Linked DNA regions of Bombyx mori: region 1 is linked to region 2. A link is a contact called in public Hi-C data. All regions are on one chromosome and are shown on one strand. The core of a region is the stretch at or near the end of the contact, and the rest is flanking DNA. Distances in the headings are between cores, read along the strand shown. Region 1 overlaps LOC101739889. Region 2 overlaps LOC101739889.

What was found. Hi-C and Micro-C count contacts between places; a contact is called where the count stands out from the background.
Region 1: a Hi-C map of posterior silk gland shows a contact between it and region 2, with 1.6 times the contacts expected there. The contact joins two enhancer-like sites. A contact is called at or near these places in 2 of 7 Hi-C or Micro-C datasets (posterior silk gland and whole pupa).

What each region holds. Positions count from the first base shown.
Region 1 is chr3:7,542,248-7,545,701 of ASM3026992v2, forward strand. It overlaps LOC101739889, which reads right to left. Exons shown (of 11, transcript XM_038021503.2): 3 at 1,807-3,059. Among protein-coding and RNA genes, the nearest start is that of LOC119631014, 6.8 kb to the left of the region's middle. Within about 2 kb of position 1,509, at least 3 of the 8 cell types and tissues checked have open chromatin away from gene starts, as enhancers often do.
Region 2 is chr3:7,460,695-7,463,974 of ASM3026992v2, forward strand. All of the region lies in intron 3 of LOC101739889, which reads right to left. Among protein-coding and RNA genes, the nearest start is that of LOC100529205, 24 kb to the left of the region's middle. Within about 2 kb of position 1,562, at least 3 of the 8 cell types and tissues checked have open chromatin away from gene starts, as enhancers often do.

The DNA of each region.
Region 1 (3,454 bases), core at 259-2,758, 82 kb after region 2:
TGTAATCGAAAAGATTTCATATGAACCATAAGTGAGATACGGAAAAATTAATATTATAATCTCTACAACTCACCTATAACACTATAATATTCTGAATAATCTATCAGTATTCATGTGTATCGATTTGTTTGTAAGCCGCGTGGGCGATACATAAAGATGGGGTTACATTTATTGTGAAATATTTCCATGTCGGTTTCTCTCGATGAACACGTAATTATTTTTAGTTTTTTACTACCAACACATATTTGTGTAGTATAATAATATTTGTTTTTTTTACGGCTGTTGTGTTAGCGTGGGTAAGATGCAGATTTAAAATTGGGAACAATTAAGTAGGTAAACCAAATTGACTTTACATATTAGGAAGGTAAGGTAAAGCTTCATGTTTTATTTTTGGTATGCCTTTACTAATGAAAATTATTACCTGTTGTCTTATTATTTCTTCGTTTTCTGTCAATTGTATCGTTCTGGTGTAGGGAATCATGCAACATTAACTTTGTTTAGCAAATACAAAACTACAAAACAAAAATACAAAACGCATTACAGTCCCATTCATATATATTACGATATTCGGTATTTTTGGTTGTAAGTGTAAATGTAAGTTCAAAAGGCAATAAGGCTAAAATATTAATGAAAGAAAAGCCTGAAACTAGAAATATGGCCTCTTCAAAATATCCATAAAAAATTTACATACACATAAATAATATGACATCATCAAGCAAATATCATCAAACTTATCTGATGCAACTTTATACGTTCCGAGGGCTTTAGATTGCTGTTAACAACATGAATCGCCGCTTAATTGACTGTTTGCTCTTTAAATTTACGTGGTGCTCAACAGAGATATGCACATTGAATAACAAATGTAAAAGCTCCAGAGTATTAGTGGTACCCGTGCTATCAGATAAGCTTGAATGCGCGAGGGACAAATCTCAACATCACGCGCTTATTAGGGCTGGAAATGCTTACTAAAACCGACAACATATACTAAACATAACAAATCTTATCTGCTTTTCATATATTTATTGCTTATCACAAGTTTTAATCAAGTTTGTCACGTTAACAATTTTCTGAATTATGGATTAGCAGAAATTAAATGTAACAACCCTAATTCGGTTACAGCATTTTATAACTATCGCTGAATGCGCGAGTCTCGTTGATAGAATCAGAATCACGAATAGATTTTACACGTACCACGTGCAGCTATAAAACGACAATCCAGAAATATGTTACTAGACATCTAGTCTGTAAAATTCTCATCTCAAACGTTCCCAGTGTCGTAAAACATATAAAATAAGATATCTCTTTACAATGTAAATCTAAAACTAGGATGAGTTTAAAACATAGGTTAACAAATACTGATAATATTATATACTGCGATTCAATGAAATCTGAAATTTCGTAATAAGTCCAAAGGAAAATACCTTTAGGCCTGATTAGAGAGAGCTATACGTGCAGTCTTCCGGTCCATTAGCATTGAAAGGGCGGCGCGTGCTCATGTCGCGCAGATCATTGTCGCGCACGGCCACGTTTAAGCCGACTTTCAATCTAAATCAATCTCCTTGAACGCCGTCCCTCGACGCATTGTTCTCGTTTCTATCGTCGATTAAACGTAATGACCACATTTGACACGTTCATTACACTCGACTTGGCCGAAGCCGGCTCGCTTGTTAAGGTCAAGTGCAGCGAAGATCATCGATCCTAACTTTCGTAACTCAACTGCAAGCGTTGACATGACAATGGCCGGGTTCAAAGTGCTTTGTAGTTCGCCCGTCGGTTAATGAATTATGAAAAGCTATGAATACTCACCGGTAATTCGAGGTAGTCAGCGATCGTGTATTTAGCGGCTCCTCGTCGAATATCCGCGAGCGCAGCAAAATGTTCATCTCGACGCGCTTTCCGACGGAGCAGAGCACGAGCATAGGGGTATGCGGACAAATATTCTCCGTAAACATCCATTAATTCACCCATAAAAAGTTGCTTCATCAGGATGGCACTTTCACTAGCGTTACCTTCAGCAGGAGGAGGCGGTAAGTCTCGACGCTTCAGTGATTGCGGTATAGCCTTCGAGAGAAATGAACTTATACCGCTAGTTGACTCGCATGATATAAACACGTCCGTGGACTCACTCGATCCACACTTTGAAAATTGAAACGCAGACGATGATCCACTCTTTTCACTACTGGCTGAGCTCTGGCGATTTACACTAGTCTTTTCGTAATAGTCTGGATACTGTGGCTCAGATTGATTTTCTGTAGATGGAGATTCTTCTACGGCAGAGTTTGAATACTGCCCATTTTTTATGCATTCATATAGATCTTCTATTGATTCGTAGGGAGTAATGCTCCCGCAAGACTCTCCATCGGCGTCTTGTAGTCTTTCATACAAGTCTTCATTCTTTCGCTGTGTGACTGGAGTTATAGCAGAATCAGACCGGCTTCTTTTGACGCTTGGAACGGGATCATAGCCAAAATCATGTGGATTAAGAAAATTCCATTTGACATTAGCCCACACATTGTCCGTAACGTCAGCCGATATCCTGTGGTCAATGCAACATTGACCGCTATTTCTTATGGTTACTGTAGTGACGTTATCATTACTCTCCACAATGGAAGCATCAGTGACAGACTCGTTGCAATCCAATGGTATATCAACTATAATTTTTCGTATACTTGTACTGATCGACGACAAACTTGACAAATCATCTGACTTACGATTTTCTGCATTCTCATTTACCTCAGAGCCGGTTATAATAGACGAAGCGTCAATATCATGTTGGGAAATTACTCCTTCTTGCATTAATTCAGTAAGAAGGCTCTGGGGTTCTTCTTCTTCGACGACAGTATTTTTTGAAGTTGTTACAGGTTCATTATTGCCTGTTGTTGCTTCGGACGTTATTAGACCAGAATCGATATATTTTCGCATTCGTTCAGCGAGAGCGTCACTAGCTTCGGAAACTGCTTCTAAATAATAGAAGAGTATATGGTACTCTTCTCTTGAAATCACTGCGGCCCGGAGGAGTGGTTTTCCGTAAAGTTCTATTGCCGAGAATAGCGATGAAGCTGAAAGAAAATAATATGATTTTTATTTTATTTTTATTGCATAGATGGGTGGACGAGCTCACAGCCAACCTGATGTTAAGTAGTTACCGGAGCCAATAGACATCTATAACGTAAATGCCACCCACCTTGAGATATGAGTTCTAAGGTCTCAAGTATTTACAACGGCTGCCCCACCTTTCAAACCGAAACGCGTTACTGCTTCACGGCAGAAATAAGCAGGGTGGTGGCACCAACCCGTGCGGACTCACAAGAGGTCCTACCACCAGTAAAAATCAATTTACTTAAATTTGCTTCTTAAAGTAAGTATTTAACACAGCAAGGCATTAAAATTAAGTTTGAATTTATTAAGTTAATTTTAGATGTTGATAGCTTTTAAAATTTTGATGGTGCAACAG
Region 2 (3,280 bases), core at 312-2,811:
TGTCATGCATTTGATTCATATATGTAAATTAACGCGAAAAAACAAAATCGAAAGCTGTAATTTGAAATTAGAGCATTTCGATTCGATAAAATTCTGTTACTCCTTACTCGCAGCTCAATGCATTGAAATAAACAAATTAATTACACTACTGAACTAATGCCTAGGTAGGGCCTCTTGTGAGTTCGCATGGGTAGGTACCACCACTCTGCCTATTTCTCTGCCGTGAAGCAGTAATACGTTTCGGCTTGAAGGGTGGGACAGCCGTTGTAACTATACTGAGACCTTAAAACTTATATCTCAAGGTTGGTGTCGCATTTACGTTGTAGATGTTCTCCAGTAACCATTTAACACCAGGTGGGCTCTGAGCCCGTCCTACCATCTAAGACTAAGCAATAAAAAAAATAATAATGCATTAGCTGACGTTGGTAGTCCATTTTGAATTCCTCTGCGAATGATATGAAACGTTACGGTCTCCAATAACCATGTTCAGTGAAACGTTAAATTATATGTTTGATTCGCAACTACGTTAGATCTCGCAGTTGCAACGGTGCTAATCGAGAGAATTTTGTTCTAAGAAAACGGCGCGGCGTGTGGTCAGCGGCTGTGTAATATCCTGTCGTTTACATTTGACCGAGAAACAGTAAAATTAATAAAGATTAGGCAAGCCTGTGCCGAATCTAAACAAAACATGAACTAGTTTCAATTTCGTTGTATCACCGTTCTAAGTTTGAATCATATAATAATAATAAACAAGATAATATATATGATGATATTATAGTATATACGTTTTTTAATTGACATTATTGAATACACAAATCGTAGTCAAGGTATACAAACAACGTTGTATAAAAGGTGATTATGAGAGATAGCACCAGTGCATTTATTACATATATTTAGTATTAAATAGTATTTCGCTTACAAATCACAGACGGTCATCTTTTCTCAGTCGGATTCCCTGTATTGCGGGAATCAAGAGACTGGTATACGTTTAAATATATACATAGACAAAAAATAAAATGCATCGTGGTCATGCGAATGTTTTCGCGAACGATGTACGAGTCCTTTTTTTCCCTACCTAAGCTGATAGCCTTGAGAGGCTATGTCAGCGTAACCGAGGGGAGTAGGTGAGCTCACGGGGCTCAAGCCGGGAGTGTCGCTAATACTGGCGCTAGAAAAAGTAGTGCTTCGCAGAATCTACCACCGGATCGGAAACGCGACCCACTGAGAAGATCCGGCGAGAAACTGTGGGCTGTGTCTATGGGTTAGTTTACTCGTCGAGCTCTTCGTCACAAGCGACGGTGACCGGTGCCTGAGGTACCTAAAAGCACCGTCAATGGATCAGGAGGATCGTGTTTAGGGCAACGAGTCCACGATCCTCGTCCAGGAGTCAGGGGCACTAACTATTGCGCCACCGAGTACATATTAATTTGTAGAGACAGCTAAAACAATAATTATAAGAAAAGTACAGTTTAAATCGTTTTTAAAGTTCAGCGTTGCAAGTGCTCATTTAGTCTGTCACGGTCGTCACATGAGCTTGAGTTATTGTACTGTAAATAATTACGTATTAAACGTGCGCACAACCGCGACCTGGCTTTATGATTTAATGTATACAGACAGACCGTCATCGGAACCGTTATATGATCAAATTTTATGTCAAATTATTGCGATAATTAAGAGGAAAATGATGCGGAGCTATTTGTTCCCTCTTTGGTTTAGATGTGGTTGAACAGTGACTTAGACTGCTATAGTATATTAATGGTTTATTTACGACAGCCGAAAAACTTTAGTATCACAGTTTAAAAAGATAATACCTTCCTTTTCCTACAACTCATTACGCAATAAAATTTAAAAAAAAAAACCGAGATACTCATCTCAGGCGCCGGACTGCCGAGACGAAATTTCTCTGCTTATCAAAATTTTATAAGCAAATTTTTGTAGCTCGACGTAGTACTCTAAAAGACTTTTGTTTGAACAAAAAGAAATACTTCGAAAACAGATTAGTTAGCGTTCGTTGTTTACTATCACATAATCTGTTTACTTCACTGATTTTGGGAGTTTTTTTTTGTCCATACCACGAATTTCGAGCATCGTTCGGGCTTACGCACACACAAGCTATCCGTGAACGTGCTACACGGAACTGCACTTTCTAAGTCAAATATTTACTTTAGAGTAAACGTGTACGAGCGTAAGGTTCTTAAGATAACGAGCGAACTGTCCTAAAAACCTTAGATAAAGTCGAAGCGCGTGCGCCGCCCTATAATGTAAACCTGCGCTTTTTACAAATTATCTTTATCTCTATTTTTACGTTTCCATTTTAAGTGGACACGCCTAGAAGTCATCGTATTTCAAATGTTTCAAAACTGTCCACATTAAGCTGTAAAGCTTTTAAGTGGGTTAGTTTTTATGTTAATACAGTACCTACACGTTGCGAGGAAACCATTTTTTTTTTATATAACTCATAAAGTGCTTATGAAACATCACTAGATACTAATAAGTAGGCTCATTTAATTGAATGACGTTAACGATGTGAAATACTATCATAATGGGTTACATAACTTATGCGATTCAGTCGATTTCTTTGATAAACCTCGATATTGAATTGGCCCACAATCTGATGACTAGACTACTAGCCGATCTGCTTTCATAGGTACTTATAATTATTACGAAAATGAAAAAGATCTAATTTTTATTACGGACAACTGTTCCAAATTCTTATACATATAACAAATCTGCGAACGGTGGATACAATTTGCTCCGTTTAATTGTTAAAAATTAACTTTCTTTTTACTTGATTAGTCATTTTTAATGGAATTTCAACACGTTTACTAGCATTACCAAATAAAACGTTAAAGTCATAGATTTCCCTTTTGTTTTGATTTATTAATCGTCTTTCACCTCGGTTTCAACGGGGAACACCCACATCGTAAAACGCTACCAACAATAAAATAAAGCTCAGAAAAAACACAAGAGACAAATGAGCACTTACCGCTTCCAATAAAGCACCTGGATCGACATTATCGCGTTGAAAATTGACATTGGTTTAATAGCGAATTTACAACCACAAAAATTATTTTAACGGTACAAGAGGCATGCAGTGGACCCGGTTCGCGGAATGCGTTCGGGCGTGATCCGGATCGCAATCTGGACGCGGGATCGCAGGGTCGCCCGCTGCCGGATTCAATGGCGCTCGTGATCAAAATTCGCAACGTTCGTTTTTACTTTTTACAGGGAAATTAAAATTTATAAGGTCCCCGCTAAGCGTGCGATGCAATTCGATAAG